Linked DNA regions of Mus musculus: all the other regions are linked to region 4. The links are chromatin contacts, called in public promoter capture Hi-C maps. All regions are on one chromosome and are shown on one strand. The core of a region is the stretch at or near the end of the contact, and the rest is flanking DNA. Distances in the headings are between cores, read along the strand shown. Region 1 holds the start of Cdc37l1 (cell division cycle 37-like 1). Region 2 holds the start of Rcl1 (RNA terminal phosphate cyclase-like 1). Region 3 holds the start of 1700018L02Rik (RIKEN cDNA 1700018L02 gene). Region 4 holds the start of Ermp1 (endoplasmic reticulum metallopeptidase 1). Region 5 has its middle 27 kb from the start of Gldc.

What was found. Promoter capture Hi-C pulls out the DNA fragments that hold promoters and counts their contacts. Capture Hi-C pulls out chosen DNA fragments and counts their contacts.
Region 1: a promoter capture Hi-C map of pre-B cells shows a contact between it and region 4, with 4 times the contacts expected there. A contact is called at or near these places in 8 of 39 promoter capture datasets (the C10 cell line, erythroid cells, fetal liver and 4 more), 4 of 484 Hi-C or Micro-C datasets (CD4 T cells, CD8 T cells, pre-B cells and 1 more), 7 of 130 datasets of targeted methods (astrocytes, bone marrow-derived macrophages, large pre-B cells and 4 more) and 2 of 9 other capture datasets (adipose tissue and liver).
Region 2: a contact with region 4 is called in a promoter capture Hi-C map of pre-B cells. A contact is called at or near these places in 10 of 39 promoter capture datasets (the C10 cell line, cranial neural crest, embryonic stem cells and 5 more), 2 of 484 Hi-C or Micro-C datasets (CD4 T cells and pre-B cells), 3 of 130 datasets of targeted methods (the 230-238 cell line, memory CD8 T cells and pancreatic cancer cells) and 2 of 9 other capture datasets (adipose tissue and liver).
Region 3: a promoter capture Hi-C map of adipose tissue shows a contact between it and region 4. A contact is called at or near these places in 8 of 39 promoter capture datasets (the 3T3-L1 cell line, the C10 cell line, HPC-7-derived erythroid cells and 4 more), 1 of 484 Hi-C or Micro-C datasets (CD8 T cells), 5 of 130 datasets of targeted methods (bone marrow-derived macrophages, large pre-B cells, memory CD8 T cells and 2 more) and 2 of 9 other capture datasets (adipose tissue and liver).
Region 5: a promoter capture Hi-C map of liver shows a contact between it and region 4, with 2.5 times the contacts expected there. A contact is called at or near these places in 8 of 39 promoter capture datasets (the 3T3-L1 cell line, 3T3-L1-derived adipocytes, the C10 cell line and 4 more), 5 of 130 datasets of targeted methods (the NIH/3T3 cell line, bone marrow-derived macrophages, embryonic forebrain and 2 more) and 1 of 9 other capture datasets (embryonic stem cells).

The regions. Positions count from the first base shown.
Region 1 is chr19:28,988,934-28,991,633 of GRCm38.p6, reverse strand. It overlaps Cdc37l1 (cell division cycle 37-like 1), which reads right to left and starts at 1,267. Exons shown (of 7, transcript NM_025950.4): 1 at 965-1,267. The coding sequence starts at 1,096.
Region 2 is chr19:29,100,104-29,102,803 of GRCm38.p6, reverse strand. Rcl1 (RNA terminal phosphate cyclase-like 1) reads right to left here and starts at 1,429. Exons shown (of 9, transcript NM_021525.2): 1 at 1,164-1,429. The coding sequence starts at 1,299.
Region 3 is chr19:29,046,114-29,048,813 of GRCm38.p6, reverse strand. It overlaps 1700018L02Rik (RIKEN cDNA 1700018L02 gene), which reads right to left and starts at 1,331. Exons shown (of 1, transcript NR_028360.1): 1 at 85-1,331. It overlaps Ak3 (adenylate kinase 3), which reads left to right and starts at 853. Exons shown (of 5, transcript NM_021299.2): 1 at 853-1,135. The coding sequence starts at 985.
Region 4 is chr19:29,647,139-29,649,838 of GRCm38.p6, reverse strand. Ermp1 (endoplasmic reticulum metallopeptidase 1) reads left to right here and starts at 1,424. Exons shown (of 15, transcript NM_001081213.2): 1 at 1,424-1,803. The coding sequence starts at 1,484.
Region 5 is chr19:30,200,924-30,203,623 of GRCm38.p6, reverse strand. No RefSeq gene overlaps it. Among named protein-coding and RNA genes, the nearest start is that of Gldc, 27 kb to the right of the region's middle.

The DNA of each region.
Region 1 (2,700 bases), core at 18-2,517, 660 kb after region 4:
ATTCTCATTTTGCCTTACTTTCCCTATGACTAGTTGGCTGACCATAGTCTGTGGTTATGAAACAGCATACTGTGGGTGAGCCCAATCAACTCAGCTGACTGACTTGCGGGCAGACAATTTAAACCAGTCATCTTTAAGAAAAGCTATTATAATATTGGACCACATTTTTGCAAAAACGCCTGGAAATCAGACACCTACAATCAATTTCATTGAAAAGATTAGTGTTCAGTCTATGCTTTTGAAATCTGGTTCAAAACACACCCAGGTGAAAAGTCGGGAGAAGGTGATGTTCGCAGCATAGCACAGCACCCCTATAAAAGCCATAACTGGCATATAACACTTGACAGTTTCCGAGGCAAGAAAGCTGGGTTGAAAAACACATGTAGTATCAGAAACTTCGGGAAGAAGCCTGAAAGCCAATTCGGTGGCTGTATGTTTTCACCGGAGGCTGACGCGGAATCAAACTATGAATACAGTAAAGGACCAATGATAGAAACGGAGGTGTGTGCCAGCGTCAAAGGCAAGGCTTACAGAATTTGCTGAGATGTCAGCGCGGCAAAGAGCACGTGAGATGTTTATGTCAGGACTCGGTGTACTATTTTAGAAGTACAATCACTCTCTGTTCCTATCAACTGTGCACAAAGTAGCTGGAGCTCGTAATAAAGGCTCGGATGAAAGCACGCACCAGAGGACAAAGGGTCAATGTTATACACTTGAGCGGCCCCCAAAGCTCCACGCAGACAGCAGCAGAGAGGGGGAGGAGGAACCTCTCGCAAAGGTGAGGGGCAACCAGCCCCGGTGCAGGGACAAGTGTGCGTGGACGTGGAGGTCGGGAATGCGCGCGTGATCGCCTCCTTTTCTCGCGGAAGATGCTGCCAGAGCTGTGGCTTGGCATCAGGCTCCCCCGCGATGCCCGCAGACATTTCCCATCCCCCGCCCCCGGCAGAACGCAGGCCGCTCTCACCTGGGCGCCGCCGTCCGGTACCGGAGAGTAGTGGGACGAAGAGGGGGACACGTCTAAGTCACTCTCCTCCTCGGTTTCCCCGCCAGTCCTCGGGAAGCTCCAGGGGCCCGGTGGCGGCCACGGCTGCTCCATGTCCCACTGGTCCGGGCCCGGCAACCGCCAGCGCCAACGGCCCTGGCGTGAGTGGAACCTGCTGGGCGGAGCCAGCCGCCCGGCCGGCCACGGTCGTTACCCAGAATCCCTCTGCCCCTGGCGAAGCCGATGCACCCCCGGAGCAGGCCTGGACTGTGCCGCCGGCGGACTGCGGAAGAAGAAGTAGCCGGCCGGGACGTCATTTCCGGGGGCGTGACCGGGCGTGGCCACGTCTGGACGAAGAAGCAAAGTCTGGAGTTTAAGTCCGGGAAAGCTAACTAGGGTTTCTGCAGGTTCGGATCCGGGCGTTCAAAGGGTGTTCTGACTTGTCCCTCTTCTATTTCAAAAGCTCCTTCGTGTAGAGCAATCTAAGTCGGAGTCGAGGGGGACCGATTTAGAAAGCACAGCCAACTTTCCTTTAACTTCAAATTACCCGCGACAAGACTGTTCTCCAAACCCTGCTACAGCGGAGGAGGACACTAAAAATAAAATACTGGGGCAAGCACATTTGTAAAGAATTGAGACAAGTAGTAGACGTATCAGAGGGCTTTCCGTTCCTCGTGTCTTTTTAGAATCGTGAAGATCCGAGTACTCACTGTCCCTTTTCTTTTTGAGACAAAATGACCCACCATAGCCCGAGAACACATTTTAAGCGAAAAACTCAAAGATTGGGAATGTACCCTGGCAGTAGAGTGCTCATTTAACTAACACAGGCAAGGCCCTGATTTTAGTTTCTAGGACCAGGGAGAGGGAAACAGACACCTAGGAACTAGGAAAGTCTAACTTCACAACCCGCACGTTTAACAATTTAGCTTGTTGTCTATTCGCAATCAGATAAGACGACAGACTATCAGTCTTTCAAGCTTTGATTGATTGGCAAACTGTAGGTAGGGGTGTGTGGGGGCGTGAGGTTCACAAGGGTAGGCCAGAGGACCACATCAGTTCTCCTGCTCTGTTATTTTTCACAGCATTCCCTTGAGACAAGGTTTCTTCTCGCTGAGCTCAGAGAACTGACACCAAGCCTTCTGTCTCAGCCCATTTAGAGCTAGGATTAGAGGTGCAGGTTTGTTGGGTATTTGAACTACCGTCCTCATGCTTGCTCAGCTACCATTTTTACCTACTGAGTCATCTGCCTTAGCCCTGACTGGCAAACGCTAAAGGCTCGTTAATCCTAATGGTCGAGCGATAGATGAGAAAAATGCTGTTAAGCATGCTGTGTAACATTTAAGGAAGAGGGATGACATGAAAAGCCTATGTGCTTCAGTTCAGCTCTTTCATGATCAGGAAAATACCCAACAGTATTTTTACAGCGGAATCTAATACAAAGACAGTTTTGGGGTGGTAAAAGAAAGCTAAAAATAAGTAAGTAGAAGCAATGGAAGAGTAGATCTCAGCGTGCTGATGTGGAAATATCTCTGAAATGAACAAGTCTGTAATCCTGGGAAAGGCTGAGACATGAGGATTCTCAAGTTCACCACCAACCTGGGCTACACAGAAGGGGCACTCACTGGGTTAAAGAAACCAAATTACAGAATTAGATTATGTAAAGTGAGAAGTTATGGTTTATTTGTTTTGTTTTGCTTTGTTTTTGTTTGTTTGTTTTA
Region 2 (2,700 bases), core at 180-2,679, 550 kb after region 4:
CTATTTCCATCACCATGCACAAAACGTTTACAGTGGTAGCAATGAAATTATTAAAAAAAAATTCAGACATGATGAAATAATCTAGCCCTCTAGTAAGAAAAGAAAAAAAAAAAAAAAAACCTCGCAAAAATAAACATACCAGCCTGACCCAGGAGGTCTCCTGAACGAACTACAACCCCCCCCCCCCTTTCAGGCTACTGATAGTTTTTTTTTTTTTTCTCTTTTTGGTTTTAATTGGTTCAATTGTCTTTATCAGAAGGGATCTTGGAGACACTTTTGAACACGCACCTAAATTCTAGGGGAACAGCTGCAAACCAAAGCCATTTAACAAGACGCGGGTTCAAATGATGGGTTCAACCTATCTATCTACCTTTGTGAGACAGATAAATCAATAAGACCTTTGAAGCCTGCAGTTTAATGTTTGGCCTTCCTTTTCCTTAAGCCAAGACAACTACGTCTACGACGTAAAAACTATCTTGGTTGAGCGCTCAGGAGCAGACCTGTAATCCCAGCACTCGGGAGGTGGGGAGGTAGAAGGAACAGGACTTGAAGGGCATCCTCAGTTACATACATAGTTTGAAGGCAACCTGAGCAACATGAGACTCCGGTTCAAGAAAAACAAAACAAAACCCTATTACAAAGCTTCGCTACTGCGCACATCGGTGACTAATAGAAACAAGCGCATCGTTTAAAAATAAAATTTTATAATACACTTCCGAAGAGATAGGGCGGGGGTGTGGTGGGGGGGGGAGGAGATAAATAATGGCGACAAAAACTGGTGTCCAAGCGGGGCAGCGGTTTCAGAGACCTGCTTTGGATGAGATTGGGAAACCAATCTGTGGTACTTTTCTCTCTAATGTCTCACTCAATCACTAGATGTTGGTCCAATAAACTGTTTGTTTTTCTCCAGGGAGGTTTATGGCGAAAGCAAGAGACTCAAGAGAGGGAAGCGAGTGGGCGATGCCTACGATTCGTAGCAACAAGCTAGCCAGGAAAACGTGCAGCTGTTTACTACCCGTGCCCAGGAGCCACAGGGCATCCTTCCACGCGTGGCGCAGCTCGCGGACAGATCTGTCGCCCGACCACCATCCCTCCCACGCGCCCAGTGGCCACTCCGGGCTACGACCCCGGGTCCTCCCTCCTCGCGCCCCCTCCCAAGTCACCTCGGAGGCCCGGGTTGTCGTCCCTGGCGCGAATCCTGCGGATCTTGACCGGTCGCCCGCTCAGGGTGGACAGGACCAGCCGCTGGCGCAAGAAGTTACACCCCGCGTAGCTGAGTGAGTGCGCCTGGGTCGCCATGTGCGCGCCGTCCGCAGAGGCCCGGGACCCGGGACCCGGGAGCGCGACCAGGACCAAGGCAGCCCCCGACGCGTCCACGTGGTTTAGAACAGGAAGACAGAGCGACTAGACACCGGGTCAGAGGGGAGCGGGGCGGAGCCAGCGGCCGCCCGCCCGCCTCCTCCCCTGGCTGGGGCGGCCCGGCCTCCGAGGCACACTACCATTGGCCCACGAGGGATCTGGGTGTTGCCCTCTCTGCGTCGCCATTGGTCTGCGCTGTAGCTGGGCGGTGCTCATGCCGCGTTGCCATTGGCCGGTAGTGAAAGAGGGCGGTGCCCGGGCCCCAGCAACAGCGCGCGGCTGGAGGGACCCAGTTAGTGCTGCGGGGAAACCCCGGCGCCCAGACGCCTTGGGGGTCTGTCTGTCTGTCTGTGCCGGACTTTCACGGCCTATGCGATAAAGGAGGCAATGGCTCCGCCTGGGTGCCCACAGCTGGTGGTACTTAGCAACGTACCTACGGCAGCCCCGGGCAAGGATGCTAGCTAGCCTCTCCCGCGTTTTCCTGCCACCGAAGAGAACAGGATTGACACGCTTACCCTGTTGTAGGCGCCTTGTCTGGGTCTGAGCCGAAATCCTCTGAGGTGCAGCCTGCAATCTTTCACTCCCGGGAAATTGCCAAGCTGTCAGAGGCTGCCTGAACTAGGACCCCGAGCCTTTAGACAAGAGACCGCTGCTTATTTTGTAATGAGGGGCCTCTCTTTGTCCCTTTCTCAGCTGCCCCTTCGTTCATATTCTTTGAGTTTGGTGTCAAGACATATCTGTAACCTCGCATGACTCAAAATGGACAGTTGCAATAACTTCAAGACATACATGCTCATGCATGCACGGGGGATGGGTGGGTGGAGATCTTGCTTTTCCATCTGTCCTGTCATCCAAGCTTGCACTACAAAACCTTTCTAAATATTGTACTGTTTCACGCCTCCATTAAAAAAACAATCAAATGACTACCAACTTAGGAACGCAGTGGTCTTAGTGTTAGGTTTACAGCCAGCCATTCACGGGCTGTAACCCCAGACCTTAAGTCCCAGAAAGCACAGTGAAGGATGGAGTAGAAGCTGGAGAAAGAAAAAAAAGGGGGCCATCCTAAGCGAGTGAGAGTCCCAAGGAAACCCCGAGGAGCATCAGTGGCCATCAGAGAAGAGTCTACGGATCAGCCCTGAAATCCACTGAGGCAGCTAACCCACTTACCACAACGCCATTCTGTTAAGACTGCCTTTACACAGCTAAGCGGCATCTGACAGGCAGCGTTCTTTGGAAAAGCTCCAGGACCCATAGGCTCTCCTCTAAACGTTGTTGTGAAGAATACTAAAGCACCAGGGGTACTTTCACATCAGGAATGGATTTTTCATTTTCTTTTTTAAT
Region 3 (2,700 bases), core at 82-2,581, 600 kb after region 4:
CTGTAGATCAGGCTGGCCAGGAATCCTGAGATCTGCCTGCCTCTACCTGGGTGCGGGGTTTAAAGACGTCTATCACTGCTGCCTGCTGGTTTGTTATTGTTTTTATTCACAGTACTGTTTCAAAAAGCCTTACTTCCACCCCTGGACAAACAAGCAAGAAAACAAACGGACAGCAGTAGAAACTCGGGTTTGTTCAGCATAGCATTCTCGGAGGCCTCTAAGTACAGTGGCACACAGTAGGCACTGGGTAGCTCTTCCTGAAATGAATGCATTTCTGAAGGAGCTAGTATGTTTGACCTCTGCGGAAGTTAACGGTGACAGCTACTTTTGGTTCTGAAAGTGGATTCAGGGAGATGAGACACATACTTCACTTGATGAAAGCTTCTGTGAGGAGGGTTCCAGGTCACCCCTGGAGGAGAAGGAAATGGGGTGAAAAGGCAGAGGGAAGAAGGTCAAGGGAGGATTGGTGTGAAAAGGTGGGGAACACCTGGTGAACCAGAGGGGCCGAGGGGACACAACACGGGGGCATGCTGCTTCCTGTTGGGTCTGAGCAGGACAGAACTTGGCTCTTAGAAAAGACTAAGGGTGAAAAAGGTGAACACAGAGGGGGGAAAAAAATGAAATCCAGGCACTCAGAGGTGCCAGCGGGAGACTAGAAGTAGAACGGGGTGCTCAGAGGTTGTCCACTGGGGAGAATGCAGACGGGCGCAGCCTGCAGGCTGGGACCAGGCAGCACAGGGCACGAGGGTCTGGGGATGCCAAGAGGCGCCGGGTGGAGCTCAAGGGAGTGGGGTGCAGGGGCGCGGAGGGGCGGTGCAGCAGCCGGCGGGGCGGCCCCGGTGGCCGTCGCTCACTTCCGGGAGAGCCGGGCGTCCTGGCCACCGCCCGCTTGCAGCTGCCAGCCCTCCAGGGCCGCGGAGCCTGTGAGCGCGCAGGCCAGGCCACAGACCAGCGTCTGCGCAGCTCGGACCACCGCCAGCCACCATGGGGGCGTCGGGGCGGCTGCTGCGCGCCGTGATCATGGGGGCCCCGGGCTCCGGCAAGGGCACCGTGTCGTCACGCATCACCAAACACTTCGAGCTGAAGCACCTCTCCAGCGGGGACCTGCTCCGCCAGAACATGCTGCAGGGCACAGGTGGGAGCTGAGACCGAGGGCTGGCGGCGTGCGATCGTCCCGGCGGGGCTTTGCGGGCCGGGGTCGAGGGTCCTGCGACGCGGGTGCAGCGCTCCCCGACCTCGCCTGGGGAAAGAGCCGTTGCGCCCCGAATCCTCTGGCCTCCGTGGGCAGCTTCGGGTAGATGGGGGAGGGGGAAGGAAAGGACTAGGAAGTTCAAAGACTGAAGGAAAGCCCTTGGCTTTGTTTTTAGAAGCTCATTCGACACAGCTGGCAGCTGCGGTGGGGGTCCAGCCGGGGGGAGCTGTGCCTGTCTCTCCACGTGTCCTTGTATGCAGAAGGCAGGCTTTGGCTCTGCCAGGGCTAGCTTCTTTTTTTTTTTTTTCCCTACACCCCCCCCTCCCGCCCATGGTAAGCTCCGTGGGATCTTGTAATTCTGACCTTTCTCTCTGCAAGGTCAAGTATTACTTATTTTCATTGCAGTCACAAAGTTGGCTTAGATTTTGATGCCCCCAGACATTTCTTAGTCACTAAAGTTGTCCTTGTAACAGTTACATAAACGATTGCTGTGTTTCTCCTTCCAAAGTCTTCTAACTCAGCACAAAAAATCTAGCCAACACTTTACAAAGGGTGGGTTTGTGGTAAGTTCTATTTTAAGAAAAGCATTTTTAAATTTATTTTTTGGGACAGTGTCATTCGATGTATTCAAGGATAACTTTAACTTAAGTTTGACATCCTCCTGTCTCAGCCTCCCTAGTGAGTGCTGGGATTCCAGGCGCCAGCCAACTAACAGCTGTAAACTATTTTTTAAAAGCTTGCACTAGATGTGTTTCTCCACAATAGTGTTGACCTTCAATTTCAAACTAGTGCCTATTTTGAAAATTCATTTGAAGCTTATTTACACAGAAATAATACCTGTTCAAGGTTTTAAAAAAAAGAAAGTAAAGGCCAGGGAGAGGAGGGAAGACAGAAATGTATAAAGTAAAAAGCAAAGTTTTCTCTTAGTCCCTACCTCAGCCCAGAACCTCGGAGAGAAACAGTCTATCTCCTTCTGGAAATGTCTTTGTGTAAAGCTCCTTCTTACAACCTCAGTGTATCAAGTTACCATCTACTTACTCCACATCAGTGTTTTCGCACACTGCATTCAGCCTGCCATCCCATATGGAGACGTTGTCCGGTTCCGCACTGCACTGCTTACCCTGTGTCTGCTGAATCTACCGCGATTTATTTACCTCTCCACTCCCTCCTGGCGGGTGTATAGCTAGTTTCTAGGAAAGGGTGTTTTTTGTTTGTTTAAAAGACACTGATATTCAAGTGTGTGCGTGGGGGTGGGGGTGTGTGAAAACCCACAGTTTTCAGTTTCTTTGGCTCGATCCTCTGCACCCCTCAAGCATGTTTTCGTTTTCTTCTAATGTCGACCTTAAGAAATAATAAAGGCTGCAGTTAATTAAAGTTTATCGAAAGGTTATTTGACTCTTGCTAAATGTTCTTAGTGCAACAGATTGCAATGCGAGTTACTGCAAACAGTCCCAAGTCCTGAAGACTTTGCTGCTATCCAAAGTACAGTAGAAGTCTTTAGGGGTGAC
Region 4 (2,700 bases), core at 175-2,674:
GGTTCCTTCCTTTCAGATAACTCTAGCTTGTGTGTCAAGTTGATAGAAGACTAGCCAGCACAATTGTGTTTATATGATGTGTTTGCAAGTGTGTTTGTATGAATTGTGTGTTTGTATTTGAACACTCGTGTGTGCTTAGGTCAGTAGACACCTTGTGGGAGCTGGTGTTCTCCTTCCACCATGGGCCTAGTAGGGAAATGAAAGGTTGTCAGGCCTTGGGGGAAATCAGGGATGGACACATTTATCTTCTGATCCATCTTGTTAGTTCAAGAATATCTCTTCGGGAGCTAGAGAAAGTACCCAAGGAGCTGAAGGGGTCTGCAACCCTATAGAAGGATCAACAATATGAACTAACCAGTACACCCCAGAACTGTGTCTTTAGTTGCAGATGTAGCAGAGGATGGCCTAGTTGGCCATCATTGGGAGGAGAGGCCGTTGGTCTTGCAAAGATCATATGCCCCAGTACAGGGGAATGTCAGGGCCACGAAGCAGGAGTGAGTGGGTTGTGGAACAGGGCAGGAGGAGGGTATAGGGGACTTTCGGGATAGCATTTGAAATGTAAATGAGGAAAATATCTAATAAAAAATGAAATATCTAATAAAAAAGAATATTTCTTCGGAACCTTTGTTTTTAGAGTGCCCTGTGTGTCCGCGGAACAGAGCAGAAGGCTGTCTTGGGATCCCATTTGTCCTTCATTTGCTGTCTTTATGTTCTTCAATATTAAATAGGAATGAAAATATTTTCTTTTCAAAGTCTGTACTTAGCACACTGCTTGACTCAGCAGCTATTCATTAAATTATAGGTATTGTTATCTGTTAAATGAAAACAGCACTAGCCCTGGTAATTGGGGTTCTGTGTCTCCCTACTTCCTTCCCTGCCTCCTCTAGCTGCTCACCTTTGTAGCCCTGGTTGGCCTGGAACTCTCTACGTAGACCAGGCAGGCCTCTAATTTGTGTAAATCCTGAGTGCTGGGATTACAAATGCTTTTTTTTTTTTTTCCAAAAAAATTTTTTTTAAAAGACAGGATCTTTGTTATGTATTCCACTCTAGGCACAAAATAGGGATCCTCCTGTGGCCATCCTTCCTAGTGCCAGGATTACACCTTTGTCCAGTCCTGGTTGTGAAGTCTTACTTATTGATTTGGTAGGCAGAATCCTCCTTTTCCCAGTATTCATCAGCCCAGCGCAGGATAAATGCCTCGTGTATTCTGTTAAAGCGGCCTTGCACTTCTCTCTTGCTTAGGGCTGCTCATTTCTAGGTTTATGGGTGTTTTTCCCTTTGACAGTCTGCTGGCACCAGGCTGGGTGTCAGCCTGTGCCACCAAAGATCTCAGACTCAGGCACCAGGGAACAGCGAGGCGGACCAGCCAATCAGAAGAAATTTGGCCCTCTGCAGTTTCCGTCCGCTCACTAGGAGGCGCTGCGGAGGCCGCGGTGGCCCGGACTGTCGCAGGCTGGGGCGGTTGGTGGTGGCAGTTGCCGCCATGGAGTGGAGCTCGGAGTCAGCGGCTGTGCGGCGGCACCGCGGCACCGCGGAGCGTCGGGAGGGAGAGGCGGCCGCGTCGCACCGGCAGAGAGAGGCCTCAGCGCAGGAGGATGCGAAGGGCGTCGGGAGGATGTGGGGGAAGACGGAGAACGGCGGCGGGAGCCGGGTTGCGAAGACCGCGCTGTCCGAGGCGCGCACGGCGCTGGCGCTCGCACTCTACCTGCTCGCGCTGCGGGCGCTCGTGCAGCTCTCGCTGCAGCGGCTGGTGCTGAGCCGGACCTCGGGGCTCCAGGGCGAGTTCGACGCGCGCCAAGCCAGGTACGGCCGATCGGCCCGGCCGCGAGTCCTCTGCGGCCCCGGGGTGGGGGAGCGCCTGGTGGGTGAGTCCCGCGCGGGTGAGCCCGGCGCCACTGTGCCCCAGGCGGAGGAGGCCGGCGCTGCTGTATGCAGAGTCCCGGGGTCCTTGGGCGCACCTCGGTGGGAAGTGGGATGATCCTGCGCGTCCTCCGGGGGTCTGAATTGCGGGTACTCCGGGCTTCCTCGGCTCCCTCTTTCGCTTTCTTGGGGTGGCCAGATCGATTGAGTCTGCTTTCTCATCCACTCTCTTCCTCCTGCAGATGATTGGTTGTTCACACGCTTCATCATTCTCCTCTCTTTCTCGAGCAACTTCCACTTTTTACTTTGGTTAGTTCTCTGCATTTAAAATGAGATGGAGAGTGAGGTTTTTGTGCCAGGGCTGCATTACCAAGTCTTTCTGGGATGGTGTGGGAGAGGAGTAATGTAGTGCGTGCTAACCTTTCTAAGCACCACAGCCCTCATATCTGAAAGCTGTGGAAGGAGACTCAGAGTACATCCAGACAGAATTATGCCTGTAATTTCTGAAGGTCGCAGATGGTCTATGGCTCTTCTGTACTACGGATTGTATAGGGTTCAACATTTTTTATTTTATTTTATTTTTTATTTTTTTTAAATATTTATTTATTTATTATATGTAAGTACACTGCAGCTGTCTTCAGACACACCAGTCAGATCTCCTTAAGGATGGTTGTGAGCCACCATGTGGTTGCTGGGACTTGAACTCAGGACCTTCAGAAGAGCAGTCGGGTGCTCTTACCCACTGAGCCATCTCACCAGCCCCATTTTTTATTTTTTTTATTCTATTTATTTACTTGTTTATTTTTCGAGATAAGGTTTCTCTGTGTAGCCCTGGCTGGA
Region 5 (2,700 bases), core at 29-2,528, 550 kb before region 4:
CGTTAGTATTGGATAACCAGCTGGTGTGTTCTTCCTTGGGGAAGACTATTTCTCCCATTCTAAGCATTGCTCAGCTGCCTGTAGTTCTTTGTCTAAGGTTGAGGTATCATGGGCTTTCCCCCTCCCACATTACCAGGTCTGTTGGCGCCCTCTTTGTTCAGGTCATGTTTAGGTAGCCCTGGTGGCGAAATCTCATCTCTGGCATTTCTAGAAGACACAATCTCCTAGCAAACTCCCTGTTTCTCTGGCTCTTATACTCTTTCCACCTCCTCTTCCACAATGATTCCTGATCCCTAGGGGCAGGAACTATGTTGTAGATGCCTCACTATGGACCGGGCCCCACAATGGCATTTAGGTTGATTAGAGCTCTCTATAATGTTCTCCATCTGTTGCAGAGAGGAGTTTCTTTTCTTTTTCTTTTTTTTTTCTTTTCATTTTGGTTTTGGTTTTTCGAGACAGGGTTTCTCTGTGCAGCCCTAGCTATCCTGGAACTCACTCTGTAGACCTTTCTGGCCTCGAACTCAGAAATCTGCCTGCCTCTGCCTTCCGAGCGCTGTGATTAAAGGCGTGTGCCACCACGCTCGGCTTTTTTGTTGTTGTTTTCTTTGTTGTTGTTGTTTGTTTTGTTTTGTTTTTGTTTTTGTTTTTGTTTTTGTTTTTTTCGAGACAGGGTTTCTCTGTGTAGACCTGGCTGTCCTGGAACTCACTCTGTAGACCAGGCTGGCCTCGAACTCAGAAATCCACCTGCCTCTGCCTCCCAAGTGCTGGGATTAAAGGCCTGTGCCACCACGCCTGGCAGGAGTTTTCTCAATGAGGGCTGAGCACTACACTCGCCTGTAAGTGCAAGAGTAAATAGTTAGAATATAGTTAAGGGTTTTGCTGGTTTGGTTAAGTGCATTTTCTTGCACATACAAACTGCTTAATGTGTGGAGTTTAGAGTCGGGTCTGATGAAACTGAGCAGAAGGGCCGTGACAGTTCCCCAGCCTGTCGAGCTGCCTTTGAAGATGCAGCAAGTGTTCTGATGGACGGCGACACTGTGCAGGCCACTCAACAGTCGCTGCAACCTTTCACATACAGTTCAGTCACTACCTGGGCACAACCCTAAGAGGTGGAAGTCTTTTATGGCACAGAGTCTCTGCTCTGTCTGGAAGGGTTGTGTTCCGCCTGTGACCGATGTTTTGCCCTTCCTGAGCTTTGCTGACCCTCAGTGTACTCTCCCACAGGGCTGATGGACTTGGAAGAGACGGAGAGGTGTGAATGATTAATAGGAAAGGATTCATGACGCCACGGCCAGTGAGACATTGCTGGAGCAGGGCTGTACAGATAGTGAAGGGAGCCTGTCTGCACTGAAGTGCGAGTTTTCATTTTAAAGAAAGAACATCATAAGCCAGCACTCAAGAGTTTCTGCAAAGGGGAGAGTGGAGGAAAAGAATTCTTTTCTCCTTGTTTTTGTTTTTATTTTTGTTTCTGTTTTAAGACAAAGTCATAGGCTGGCCTCTAGCTTCTACCTCCCAACTGCTGGTATTATAAGTGTATGCCACCACTTATGGTGTTTTGTTGTGGATGTTGTTTGAGTCCGGCTTTTGCTACGTATTCCTAGCTGGCTTCAAACCCAAGGCAGTCCTCCTGTCTAAGCCTCTTTCATACTGGGATTGCATGTGTGTGCTATCTTACCTAGCTTGGAAACTGTTCCTAGAAACTGAGTCCACTTCCTGCTACTTCATCAAGAGAGAGGTTTGGGAGAGTTAGGAAAGCTTTGGGGAGGCAGGGGATAGTCAGAACTGGGGAGATAGAGCTCCACGTGCTAGCCAATTTCCCTGCCGCTAACCTGCTTCCTGGGTCGCTTCTGTTTTTGGCCTAGAAAAGAAATCCTTCACATGTACCATATTTTCTTTATCCATTCTTCAGTTGATGGGCATCTGGGTTGTTCCTAGCTTCTGGCTAGTGTGAATAATGCTGCTATGAACATAATTGATCAAGTGTCCCTGTGCTATGGTGGAGAATCTTTTGAGTATATGCCCAGGAGTGGTATAGCTGGATCTTAGGGTAGAAATATTCTCAATATTCTGAGAGACCACCAAATTGACTTCCAGAGGGTTGTACAAGTTTGCACTCCCATCAGCGGTGGAGGAGTGTTCCTCTTGCTCCATATCCTGGACAGCCTGTGACCTTAGTCATTCTGACAGGTATAAGATAGAATTTAAGAGTCATTTTGATTTGCATTTCCCTGATGACTACAGATGTTGGAGATTTCTTTAAGTGCTTCTCAGCCATTAGAGATTCCTCTGTTGAGAATTCTGTTTAGCTCTGTATCCATTTTTTAAAGTGGGTTATTGGTTTGTTGCTGTCTAATTTCTTGAGTTCTTTACATATTTTGGATATTAGTCCTCCATCAGCTGTATATGGTTGGTGAAGATCTTTTTGTTGCTTGTAATTTTAAAAACATTCTTGCTGCTTTGGCTGGAGCCATACTCTTGGCTTAGCTCCGAGATCATGCTCCCACCAGCCCTAGTTCCCCACCCCCAATCCCTCTGCCAATGACCAGTTGGCCTTTCTTTCCCAGGAACTGCAATTGCTCCCCTAGTCCCTCATGGCTAGCTCCACCAGATACCAACAACCACCCCAGCTGCCCACTTTCTCCTCCTGCTCACCTTAGTGTCATGGATGAAAAACACTAGGCAGTTTTATTATTTTAAAAC